Regions from separate parts of the Gossypium hirsutum genome. Here region 1 is linked to region 2. A link is a contact called in public Hi-C data. All regions are on one chromosome and are shown on one strand. Each heading gives the region's core, a stretch centred on a gene start, on an enhancer-like site or on the middle of the called end of the contact. The rest is flanking DNA. Distances are from core to core; before and after follow the strand shown.

Evidence for each region. A called contact is a pair of places that touch in the nucleus more often than the background predicts.
Region 1: a contact with region 2 is called in a Hi-C map of leaf, with 2.6 times the contacts expected there. The contact joins the promoter of LOC107888859 here to the promoter of LOC107920286 in region 2. A contact is called at or near these places in 2 of 34 Hi-C or Micro-C datasets (both in leaf).

What each region holds. Positions count from the first base shown.
Region 1 is chrA12:61,347,685-61,353,901 of Gossypium_hirsutum_v2.1, reverse strand. It overlaps LOC107888859 (homeobox-leucine zipper protein ATHB-6), which reads right to left and starts at 3,447. Exons shown (of 3, transcript XM_016813108.2): 1 at 2,835-3,447; 2 at 2,342-2,715; 3 at 1,283-2,254. The coding sequence starts at 2,898. The coding sequence ends at 1,706.
Region 2 is chrA12:61,163,944-61,170,093 of Gossypium_hirsutum_v2.1, reverse strand. It overlaps LOC107920286 (RING-H2 finger protein ATL54), which reads left to right and starts at 3,367. Exons shown (of 1, transcript XM_016849911.2): 1 at 3,367-5,152. The coding sequence starts at 3,782. The coding sequence ends at 4,912.

The DNA.
Region 1 (6,217 bases), core at 2,198-4,697, 180 kb before region 2:
GAAATTAAACCGAGTAGCACAAGTTGTCTAACATAATTTAAAACTTCATATTCTATCATAAAACACCAAAATACACAAATTTCACCTATGGGTATTTTTCCAAATATGAACCCTAGGTTGAATTATTGCTAGCATAAGCTAAATCAAGTTACTGGGACTCCAAAAACGTAAAAATCACTAAAAACGAGGCTAGAACGGACTTACAATCGAGCTTGGAAGCTTGGAAACCCTAGCGATAGAGTCTCCCTTGGTATACACGTCCATGGTGAAGAAGATGAGCAAAATTGGCTTTTAATTTTGTATTTTAATTCATTTTACCCCTAAATGACCAAAATACCCTTACTACTAAACTTTCCAAAAATTCCATTCATGTCCAATATTTGTCCATAAACTTTGAAATTGGTCAAATTCTATTTAAGACCTCCTAATTAATATTTCAAAGCAATTTCATACTAGAAACTTCTAGAATGCAAGTTTTGGAACTTATTCAATTTAGTCCCTAACTTCAAATTAAGCACTTTATGCATAGAATTTCTTCATGAAATTTTCACACAATCATGCAATCATATTATAGACCTCAAAATAATCATAAAATAATTATTTCTATCTCGGATTTGTGGTCACGAAACTACTATTCCGATTAGGCCCTAATTCAGGATATTACAACCTCAGCAAGGAGAATGTCAAAACAAAATCATATGATACAACATATGGTGACAACTGACTTATAACGGCCATGCAACATGGCCGACCACACGAGCAAGTCTACCTTCCTTAATGTTGGTTACGTGAGACTACTAAACAAATAGTAACCCTCCTATATATATCCTAGAACACAAGTAGCAAAAGATCTCCTTCTTCCCCAAGAAAACTTAAGTATCAACCTCCTCTCCTCCTTTTTGAATCCCCTAACTCCAGCTATCTACCTGGCATAGGTAAATCGGCCTTCTTGTCTCCACCATTTTCTCCTCCTCGTCGTCCCTCATTGAAATCTTGTATCAGAGTTGTATTTTTTTTCTTATAATTTTCATCTATATCTAAAGCATTAACAAAACTTTTTGTTTAATTTATTGTGTGAAACTCAATAGTTTAAGGTCGTAGAGGAATTCAAGAATTTGATGTCATAGAAATTGGGAACGGGGAAGAAACTCAACTGTTAAAGGATGGTATAGAATTCCCAAGCTATCAAATCTAGTTAAACTTTTTCAACTCTCAAGAAAAACACAGAACCGAATTCAGTTTTTTTTAAAGAAAAAGCATAAATCTTAAAATCATACGTTACTAGGAAAAACTAAAATTCTTTCATCATTTGTTACTATATTGCATAAAGAAAAGATAAAAGAAAATGATGATTGATGATTTTGTTTACTTTGCCCCAATGGAATGGGGGAGATTTTTCCATTTACAGCAGAAGAGTGAAAAAAGATAAGTGCTATCAATTACGACCTAATCATTTCCCGCACGCCTGGCCTGGTGTCGCCATATGCTTTAAGCCCTCTTTCGGCGGCCATATCAACCCTTCTCTATGCCTCTTCTTCAGCTCCAAATCCCCATTTTTCTCTTTCTTTCACGGTATTAGTAGTTTAACTTGTTACATAATTCGCATCTTACAACACTCTTGGAGCTTCATTTTAGATACCCAACTTTGTTTTTTGGCTTATTTCATTGCATTTGGTTACATACATGCTCATTTTGGCTTCTGCTTTTAGTTCCATTGCTCCGGATAACACCATTGAAGACTTGGAGCTTGCTCATCAGAGAAGAAATTGCAAGCTTCATCTGCAGTAAAGAAATTGTGCTCTTCCATCTTCACAAGATAGGTTGTTTTTGAGAATTGGAAACAATTCATGGAGGACTGTGAAGACGAAGAAGATGAGTCGAAGTTGAACGAAGAGGTTGTCGTTGGTGACATCAAAAGATGTTGGCTTTGTAGGACCCCAGATGACGAAACAGCACCATTGCTGGTGTTGTTGTTGGTGTGGTCGTCTTCATTCAAGATAGCACTTGAGTCACTATCCGATGACCCATCTTTCAGTTCTGGGAAAAGGATGGCGTCAGCCACTCTATTGTTGCTGCTCTTGAAGCACTCGTAGTTCAGTTCTACTGGCTCGGATGAAGTGGCCAAAGAAGAAGCTGGAAGTGGTTCACTTTGTTCCATTGTTTTATCGTCAGTTTCAGGCACAATCGCCTCCTCTTTCACTGAAAGGTTGCTCCCTACGCTTTCTCCGTTCAGCTTCGCTTTCAGCTCTCTTATCTGGCAGCAATCATTAGGCTGTTTTTAGAATAAAAAGCTAAAGAAAGTGAAGTTATTGGCACGTTAACCAAGCAGTTATAATATTACCTCTTTGAGAAGAGCTTCATTGCCATGTTGGAGGGTATCAAAGTTCAGCTTAAGAGTTTCATAACTGGTTTTAAGCAGGCCATAATCCCTTTCCAATTGCTTGGTCTTCCACCTGGCACGGCGGTTTTGGAACCAGACAGCAACTTGTCTAGGTTGCAAGCCAAGTTCTTGAGCTAGTTTCACTTTCCTCTCAGGTTCAAGCTTGTTTTCGACCTCGAAATTCTTCTCCAAGGCCTTAACTTGATCCACGCTTAAACGCCTCTTCTTCTCAGCAACATGGCCTGCTTCCTCCAAACAGCCTTCTTCCTCTAATCCATCTAACATCGACTGCAACTCTTTACTGTAAATATGGTTGTTTCTTGGACTTTCTTCATCTGAACCAAACAAAACAAATAGCCAATTGAGACACTAAAGCAAGGTATTTTGCAACCAAAAAAAATAAAAGATTTAATTCTAGATGAGGTTAATTGAAATTGGGGTTGTTTTTTTAGACCTGTGGTTGGGCAGATGGACATGAAAGTAGCCATGGAATCTGAGCTGCCAAGCGATCTCTTCATGGTTTGATGAACTTGGTGAAATGAACACTCTTATGTAAAGTAGAGATCTCTTTCTTCTTCTAGTCTTAAAAATCCTTTTAAGTTTTGGTGTGTTGTGAGTGGCTTTCTTCTGGTCAAATCTTTGTTTAAGTGGCTCAAGGTCGAGAGAAGTTATTACAAATCGTAAGTTTGTCTGAAACAAGATCAACTTGTTTACAACTGTATAACAAACAATGCCCTCTCTTAACTTCCTCATCAGATTTCTTCTCTTCTTGTTTCATCCTCTTAGTTCCCATTGAAAACAATCAAATTCAAAGCAAGAAAACAAGACACAGCAACACAAGCTTCCAACAGACCCGATATACATACAAGAACACCCCTGCCTCAAAAAGGAAAAAAAAAGAAAAGGAAAAGAAAAAACCCAACCCTACAAGAGAAGAACTTTGAAATATTTCCGTTTCTTCCACACCATTACCCGATCAAAACTCAATTAAATTACAAAGACTTTAACCAGAAGAACCCAGCTGAGAGCTGGCTTTAACCAGTTTCTCCAACTTTAAATAAGGAACTTCGATGGGTCACATTTGGGTTAGAATCTGACTGGGGTTAAGCAACGTTGGCAAATGCAAATGAACCCAAAATGCATTCCAAATGCAAGTTTTAGCTTTTACTTGTTATTGCCGGTTTTCGACCGTTTTATTTTGTTTTGTTGTTTTCCCCTTTTTGGTGGTAAAACTAGAAGGGGTAACTTGTTTATAATAAAATAATATTATTGTTTTATATATATTTAAATAATTGAAATGGCTCGGCTTATAAGGGCTTGGCGCTGGTTTTTTTTTTCTCTTATTTTTTTTAGGCTTAAGAAGATTTGGTTGGCGTCAGCGTATCATGGACTTCACTACTCCTGGTCGGTGCAATTAATCGTTGATCATTTTAATATTTTTTTAAAAGAAAAAATATTCATAAACACCTTTTTAGTCTTTTTAAATTTTGATACCCGTAGATAAATTGATCTTTCTTTAAAAAATTGAAATAATTTATTAATTATGGCTTTAATACTTTTTATCGATTGTATATAGGTATAATAACGAATTTAATCATCAACATTTTTTAAATTATATGTGAATATTGATATATGTGAATGTTGCAGGCAATATTTTTATAACTAAATTGATGTTTAGACCGATCATACTATCAATTTTTAGTTTAATCAATTGATCAGTTTAATTAAATAAATTTTGAGTAAATTGGTCTCTCTTTAAAAAAGTGAGACAATTTAATTCTTAATAATTTTGAAAGTAAGCAACTAAGACAATTAATCATAACTTTAATTTTTTTGTCAATGGTACATAATTTTGATTAATATAATAGCAAATTTAACTTTCGATGTTTATATATTCTACATAAATGTTGACAAAACATATAATGTTGCAGGCAATATTTTTAAAACCGAACCAATGGTTAGACCAGTTAGACTATCTATTCCGAATTTGATAGATTGGTCTAATTTGATTAAATAAATTTTAAAAAATAAAAACCTCGGTTTAAATGATTTGTGAGTCAACCGCTTTAACCTCTTTCTTTAAAACCAATGTACCAATCAGCCTACTCCTAATAACTTTGGTTGTGGGCTAAATTTTTAAAATTAAATTAAATTAATAAAATGTGTAAATTTTGACAGTTAAATTAATTATTATATTGTGTACAATTAATGAAAAACATAATACTAATAGTAATTTATTTAAAAATAGATACAAATTAAATTATTTTGATTTTTTTATAAATAGAATGAATCTACTCAACATCAAAATAAAAAGATATCATATAAGTCTTTTTACCAAAAACACTGGGCCTAAACATATTCTTTTGTTACGAAGAAATATATCATTATTGAAAAAACTTTATTGACATATTTATTTTTATTAATTTTAACAGTACAGAAAATTCTATTACTTTTATTTCATTGATAGATTGATTTGTATATTTTATATGGAATATAAAATGAACAAAAATAATTAACAATATTGTTACTCATTATATTTTAATATAATTTGATATTTAATTTTTATATTTAAAAAATTAAAAATTATTTTTTTACTTTTTTATTTAAAAATATCAGTTTAATCATTATTTTTCATCAAAATTTGTCATTCTTGCGTATTGATTAAGTTGCTCTTGTGAGATATGGCATACGATTGAGCTTCTCTCCAAAAGCACTTTTCTTTTAAGTTAAAAATTTTAATTTCTTTTTAAAAGTATTTTTTTCTTGAAAGTATTTTTAAGAAATATTTTTAAATTAGACCTAAATAAGTTAATAATTTTTAATAGAAATTACTAATAGCAATAATGATTAGAGAACAATTTTTAAATTAAAAAAATAAGAGAATTAAACTTTTTTTTATTTTAAAGTATAGAAATTAAAACTCAAATTTTATAATGGTGCATAGACTTTTTACCTAAAACCATCGTAATAAACATATATTTAAAATATAATAGAATTGAAAATGATTTCAAGAAATAACAAACTTTTTTAACTCTAGAAATTATATAATCAAAGTACGAAGGAGAAATTTATTTATTTTTTATTTCTAATAAAAAAAATTGACGCCAACAACTCTGTACGATAAATATGAATATTTGGCAGAATATACAATCAAATTTAGTGAGCTGAGAAACTAATTAATTATTTAACATGATTTCAAGCAGCTTAAAAATTAATTTGAAAAATTCCTATTAAAATCCTTTGGTTTATAAAATGGAAAAAAAGAGAAGAAGTTATAATCTGGTTATTGACCTGTTAAATATAAACCTTGGCCCGTCAAATTAAAATTCATAGTCCTCTTAATAGATCTCTCTTATTCATCCAATGCAAGTGCGAGTATGCGAGTATGCTTTTAAGTTATACCGGTTGCGTTGAGTTCGGTTTTATGAAATTTTTAACCATTTATATTAATTTTGAAATTTTGAAAATTTAAAATTTATTTGATAAAATGATGTTTATTTTATTATTTTTAAATATTATTTGATAAAGTTTAAAGTATTCTTCATAAATATTTTAAAAGAAATTCAATTAAATAGAAAATAATTAACTTTTATATGGCATCTTTTAAAAAATATTTTTATATAGAACTTTTAAGTTATTTATTTTAAATATAAATATTTATTTTTATTTTAAAAATTAAATTTAATTATAAATTAAGTAAAAATAAAAATAATTGCAACTTTTTAGTTTATATTCCGACAACTGAAAAAATATCTCTTGTTTCCTCCTCTCCAATGCATAAGGTTGAGTTCTGTAAATAAGTATTTAGACAGTTGTAAATTATATTTTAATTTTATA
Region 2 (6,150 bases), core at 2,118-4,617:
AAACATGCTTTGGAAGTGGTTCGGGACTAAACCGACAACTTGGGAAATTTTTACAAAGCTTAGAAATTTTTTGCTATGAACAGGGGTTATATGCCCGTGTGGTTTGGGACACACCTCTGTCCCTAACCCGTATAACTCTCTATTTTGTAATGCATGAACAAATTGAGATCACAGGCCATGTCACATGCCCGTGTGCTAGGCCATGTGGTTAATTTAATTTTCATAAAATAGGTGCAGACTTCACACAATCGAGACACACACCCGTGCCTGAGGCCGTGTCCCTCACATGACTGAGACGCATGCCCATGTCTTTGCCTGTGTGCTCAATTCCAAGCATTCTATTTCTCAAAATTAAGGTACAAGGGACACACGGCCAAAACACATGCCCATAGGGCAGACCGTGTGTCACACACGGTCTAGACACACGCCCGTGTGTCTACCCGTGTAGACAAAATAAAGGCTATTTATCAAGTCATTTGTCACCTTCATTTCCACATACACACACACAAGTTCAATGGCATAAATCATGATATACTTAGACAACCCAACATCCACAATAAGGCCAATTCATGTCATTTCATTACCCACACTCAACACATTTACAATACCATAATTTGTCAAACCAAATCATACCAACTCACATTCTACAAGTTTCAATATGGCTACCAACAACATGAATATTTTACTTAGTTTTTCTAGCACACCAATGGGCCAATCTTAACCATTCAACAACCAAAACCAATAAGCCACATTCAACCATTTACAAGCATTTATAAACCACATCACACAAGAGATGGTTGCACATGCATGTATGTATATATCTAAGCTTACAACCAATTCAACCAAAATGAGCCAAGTTACATAGCTAAATACCACATCAAGCCTTTGACAATTACAGGCCAATACATTTGGTCAAATTCATAATGACACATATAACAAAATGACCAAGTCTCTATACATGCTGTATTTTCAAAATGTTTAAAATCATTGGTACCCAAAATACAGTTCGATAGTGTGATACAATCTTCGATGATCTCCAATCCGAGCTAAGTTGGCGACACTATAAAACATGGAAAATAAAATAGAGTAAGCTATATAACTTAGTAAGCTCGTATGAAAGAAATAAGCTAACCTTACCATACATTAACATCTAAGTAATATGTCATAAGGAAATGTAATTTACCATGTTCTCATGATAAAAAATCATTACCATCACAAACTTACCTTAAATTCATCACATCACAAATTAATAATCATAAGCTTTGAGTACATACCTGTACAACCTCGAAATAATTTCATTCACATTCTCATCCTTGTCATACCCAATGAACCACTCGGAATAATAAATTCAGATACTCTAGAAGCATTGCACACAAGGTGCCACATGTGTAGCCATTGCTACCTCTATCTCATATCACATACATGCTTGCTCTCGAGCCAACAACGGGCCTTCTCGCACAAGCTGTCAGTCGAGACGTAGTTACATGGTGCTGCTCACACAAGTTGTCAAGTAACCGCAACATATGTCGGTATGCTTAGCCACCGGTAGGACATACAGGACCAGCACCCGGAATCACATAACATAAAACCCTGGTGACATGTCACTTCTATCCTAATCTATTCCTAAGGTTCGATTGGGATTTCTCGCTTGTCAAAACGTCATCAAATGTGTCTGTAAGATCGATTACACAATTCATGCATAAATTAAAGCATTCAAAATGCATTTAAAGTAAATCTTATTTAACATACGAACTTACCTCGGTTACAAAAAACGGCCAAAAGGACCTATTAGTTAAATACTTTGTTTTTCCTTCGATCTACACCTGAGCTTCATTTTTCTTGATCTATAATACGATATTTAACTTATTTAATCATTAAATTATTCAATTAAGCCCAAAAACATATTATGGCAAAATTTACATTTTTGCCCCTCACTTTTTAACTTTTTACAATTTAGTCCCTAAACTCGTAAATTGAATTTCATTCAATTTCATCATAACACAATCCTAGTCGATTGTTATTTATGCTCATAACAACCCACATTTTTCATTTATTCACACTTCTTTACATATTTTATAGACTTTTACAAATAAGTCCCTATTTGACTTTTTACCAAAAATTATTTTGCAAAAGTCGTTTAACAAACAACAAACATGCATTTTCTACCAGCAAACATCAAAATACATGTACATCCAACATGGGTAAAATTTTGGACTTCGATTTTCTTTCAAATTAGTTCTTAAAATAGCTAAATCTAGTTACAACAATCTCAAAATTGTATAAATCGTTAAAAACGGGACAAGAACGGACTTACAATCGAGCTTGAAAGCTTGGATAAAACCTTAGCTATGTCTTATTCTTCAAATTCGGCTATGGGGGGGGACTAATTTGAGAAGATGGACACTTTTATTTAGTTAATTTTTTCTTTATTTGACAAATTACTAAAATGCCCTTAATGCATAACTTTACAATTTTACCTAGTCATGTCAATTTTTTTCCATACTAAATATAATGGTCTAATTACCATTTAAGGACCTCTAGTTTAGAATTTCATAGCAATTTGACAACTTTAACCTATAGAACTCAAATTTTGCACTTATTACAATTTAGTCCTTCGAGTCAAATTGGGTACTCAATCGATAAAATTTCTTAACGAAATTTTCACACAATTATTCTATCATGCTGTAGACCTTAAAGAAGTAATAATATAAATATTTCTAGTTCAGATTCGTGGTCCCGAAACCACTATTCTAATTTGACCCAAAAACAGGATGTTACAAAGCATCTCCTAAATTGAACTTGATATACGACATATTTGTCTTTCAATTAGTTTGCTCATTTTGATTAGACTAAGAACATGTTTAGGTTTGTCTACTAATATAAGTTGTCTTTCTGTATTTAGGGATATATTTAGGCATCAGAGAGTAATTAGACGAAAGTGTAATTATTAAGATAGAATTACATCCATTTAGAATTAGAAGAAATTTTAATTCCCTATATATGTTTTATTTTACAAAGTGTAATCACTCGTAATTTTTTATATCATATTTGATAATATAAATTGGGATAAAATATGCTTCAATCCTTATACTTGTTGTACATTTGGAATTTAGTTCCTATACTTTTATTTCAAGGAATTTAGTGTTAATATTTAAAAATGCAAATCCAGTTGTTTACATTGTTAAAACTCTTCTCTTAAATTTAGGTTTATTGCAACGCTACTTTTTTATTACATGACTATCAAGTGAATTGTTTTTTTTTATTTTAAAATGTTACACTATTGAATTTAATAGAAGAATTTAAATAAATTTAATAATTGGACCTAAATTTTGTAAATTGAATAGTATAGGGACTAAATTTCTAAAAGTAAAAATAAAGAGACTAAATTTCAAATGTATAAAAAGTAAAGGGACTAGGAGCATATTTTAAGCACAAATAATTTCCCATGAACCCTACACTACGTCAATGAACGTTTACGCGTGGTTGACTGCAAAGAGTCTTCTGACCAAAACAAAAGGCCGAAGAAAAACGAAGCTACCGAGTAAATGCAAATGCAAAATGTAGTCTTTCATGGAAAACGAAATGTCTCAGATCTCACGACTTCACATGAAATTTGTGGGAAAAAATAACAAGAATTTTAAAAAACGCAAAGCCAAACTTCAAACTCACACCATAAGTGAAGGATAGATAGACGACAAAAAGTAAGTGTTAAAGCTTATCTCATAATCTCAAATGGGCATCAATCTTTCGTCCCTCGCTTGATTTTCCTCTGCTTTCCACAATGCCTGATTTAGATCTACCTCTACCAGGATCAGCATGTAAGTGTCAGGGAAGAGAAAACAAATCCGGCCCCTGTAATCAACCTTGTGGAAACAACCATAAGCCACTGCCAAGGCCTACGCCACAAGCGCTACCACCAGGTCAGAAGCATGATGAGCAAAGCTTGTTGGTTACTGGCTTCACAGTAGTGGCAAGCATGCTAAGTTCCGCTCTTCTACTATGTATTTTCTTTGCACTTGTTAGATTGTATTTTAACAAGAGGACCAATCATTCAAGGAGAAGAAGTTTGCCCGTTGTTTTTTTCGGTACTCAAGATGACTTTTTCCTTGATGAAGATCAAATACCACAAGTAGATAACCCCATATGGTACATCAATACTGTTGGTCTCCAACAGTCGGTCATTGATTCCATCACAGTTTTCAAGTATAAAAAATATGATGGGTTGATTGAAGGGACCGAGTGTTCTGTTTGCTTGAACGAGTTCCAAGAAAATGAAAGCCTCAGGCTTTTGCCCAAGTGCAGCCATGGTTTTCACCTTCCTTGTATCGACACTTGGTTACGGTCACATCAAAACTGCCCATTGTGTCGCGCCCCTGTTGTTTCCGAAACCATGATTGCTCATACCAGTGAACCGGGGCCTAATTCCATTGATTCAGGTTCGAGCAATGAAACCCCGGTAGAAAACGATGTCGGTGAAGGTGGAATCAGTGAAGAAATGAGAACTTGTAGGATTGAAGATGAAGACAATTGGGAAAATTCTAGGAAAATTTTGGGTCATTCTGATTCAAATATCTTAACCGATATAGACGGGATTCAAGAAGAGATTCAAGCGACGAGGAGGTCAGTTTCATTGGATTTATCTTCTGCCATGGAAATAGCTGGTGAAGCAACTGCGAAGCATAAACATCGTGGAAGTTTAGATACTGAATTACAACAGTTAAAGTGTTCAACGGGAAAGATTGCTGTGAAGCGAAGCAGAGGAGGTTCAAGCATATGCAAGCTGATGAAAAGCTCTTCAATAAGGAGATCTTTAACCAAGGGGCCTGTTTCCATGAAAAGATCTTTCTCATCTGGTGGAATATTCTTATTCTCCAAAAGAACTAAATGCCAAGGTTCGATCCTTCCCTTGTGAATTCAAGCTGAGATAACAGCGGATTATAGAAGTAAATGGATCATCGAAGTTTACTTGCGATATGGTGCTTCGCTATAATCATGGTAGTTAAATATGCTGCTATTTATTTTGAGTTATATATAACATATAATTTCTTTAGATGTTTCTGTTTCTACTTTTCTTGTATTGAATAAATAAATCTCCCCGTCGTAGACTATATACTCCCAAATTAATATAAAAAAGGTGAATGAATTTGCGTTATACGTGTATGGTACTCAGATATGTTTACAAGCTTCCATAGAGTTGGACTCGGACTTAAATGAAAAATAAGTTTACTTGTCTAGGCTTAACCGGTTTGGTTTATAAGCTTGTTTTATCTTTTCTTTTTAGTTAATTGCACCATAAGTCCCTAAAGTTTGGCCTAAATTTTAAATTGATTTGTAAACTTCAATGAGTTTTAAATATGCTAAACATAATATTTAACACCTAAACTAAAGGCTACGCTAGCAAAAAAAAGTTCATGGTTTTGATAATTTAAGGATTCAATTATAAAATTTTAAAATTTAAAAACTAATTTAAAACTTTACATTTGGTATAATTAACATTATTTCGCCTTACAAAATTTGGGAAGAGGATGAGTTACATATTATGACTGTTGATAGTTATTTACTTTGTGATATATATATATATTAAAATATCAAAAAGAAATGGGTAAACTATACAAATAGTCATCCAACTATTAAAAATTTTCATTTTAAGCACTTAAAATAAAAACTTTGCAATTTAAGCACTCATATTATATAGTTCGGTCATTTTGGTCACTCCGTATGGTAAGAGAATGTGGCAGTTAAACAATCGATATAATAACAAATTTAGTCCTTAACTTTTACATATTATATCAATTTAGTCACAATTTTTAAAAAATTAACTCTCAAAATTTATAAATAATCTCAATTTGATCCTAATTCTAAAAAAATTCAAATACATATATAAAAATACATCAATATTTTTAAATATATAATAATAAATTTAAATTTTATAATTATATTCATATTAATATTAAATAAATATAATTTTGTGTTGAAACGATTCATGACATAGAGGATGAGGTGATGAGGATGACTGGGATTTGATGTTATCGTAGTTAAGCGGGTTTTTGTTAATACGATGGTGACAAGATTTGAGAACAATGAAAACGTTGAAGATGTTATAAAAGAAGGACGAGGAAAACTTCTAAAGGTATTTGAGAGGATTGAAGC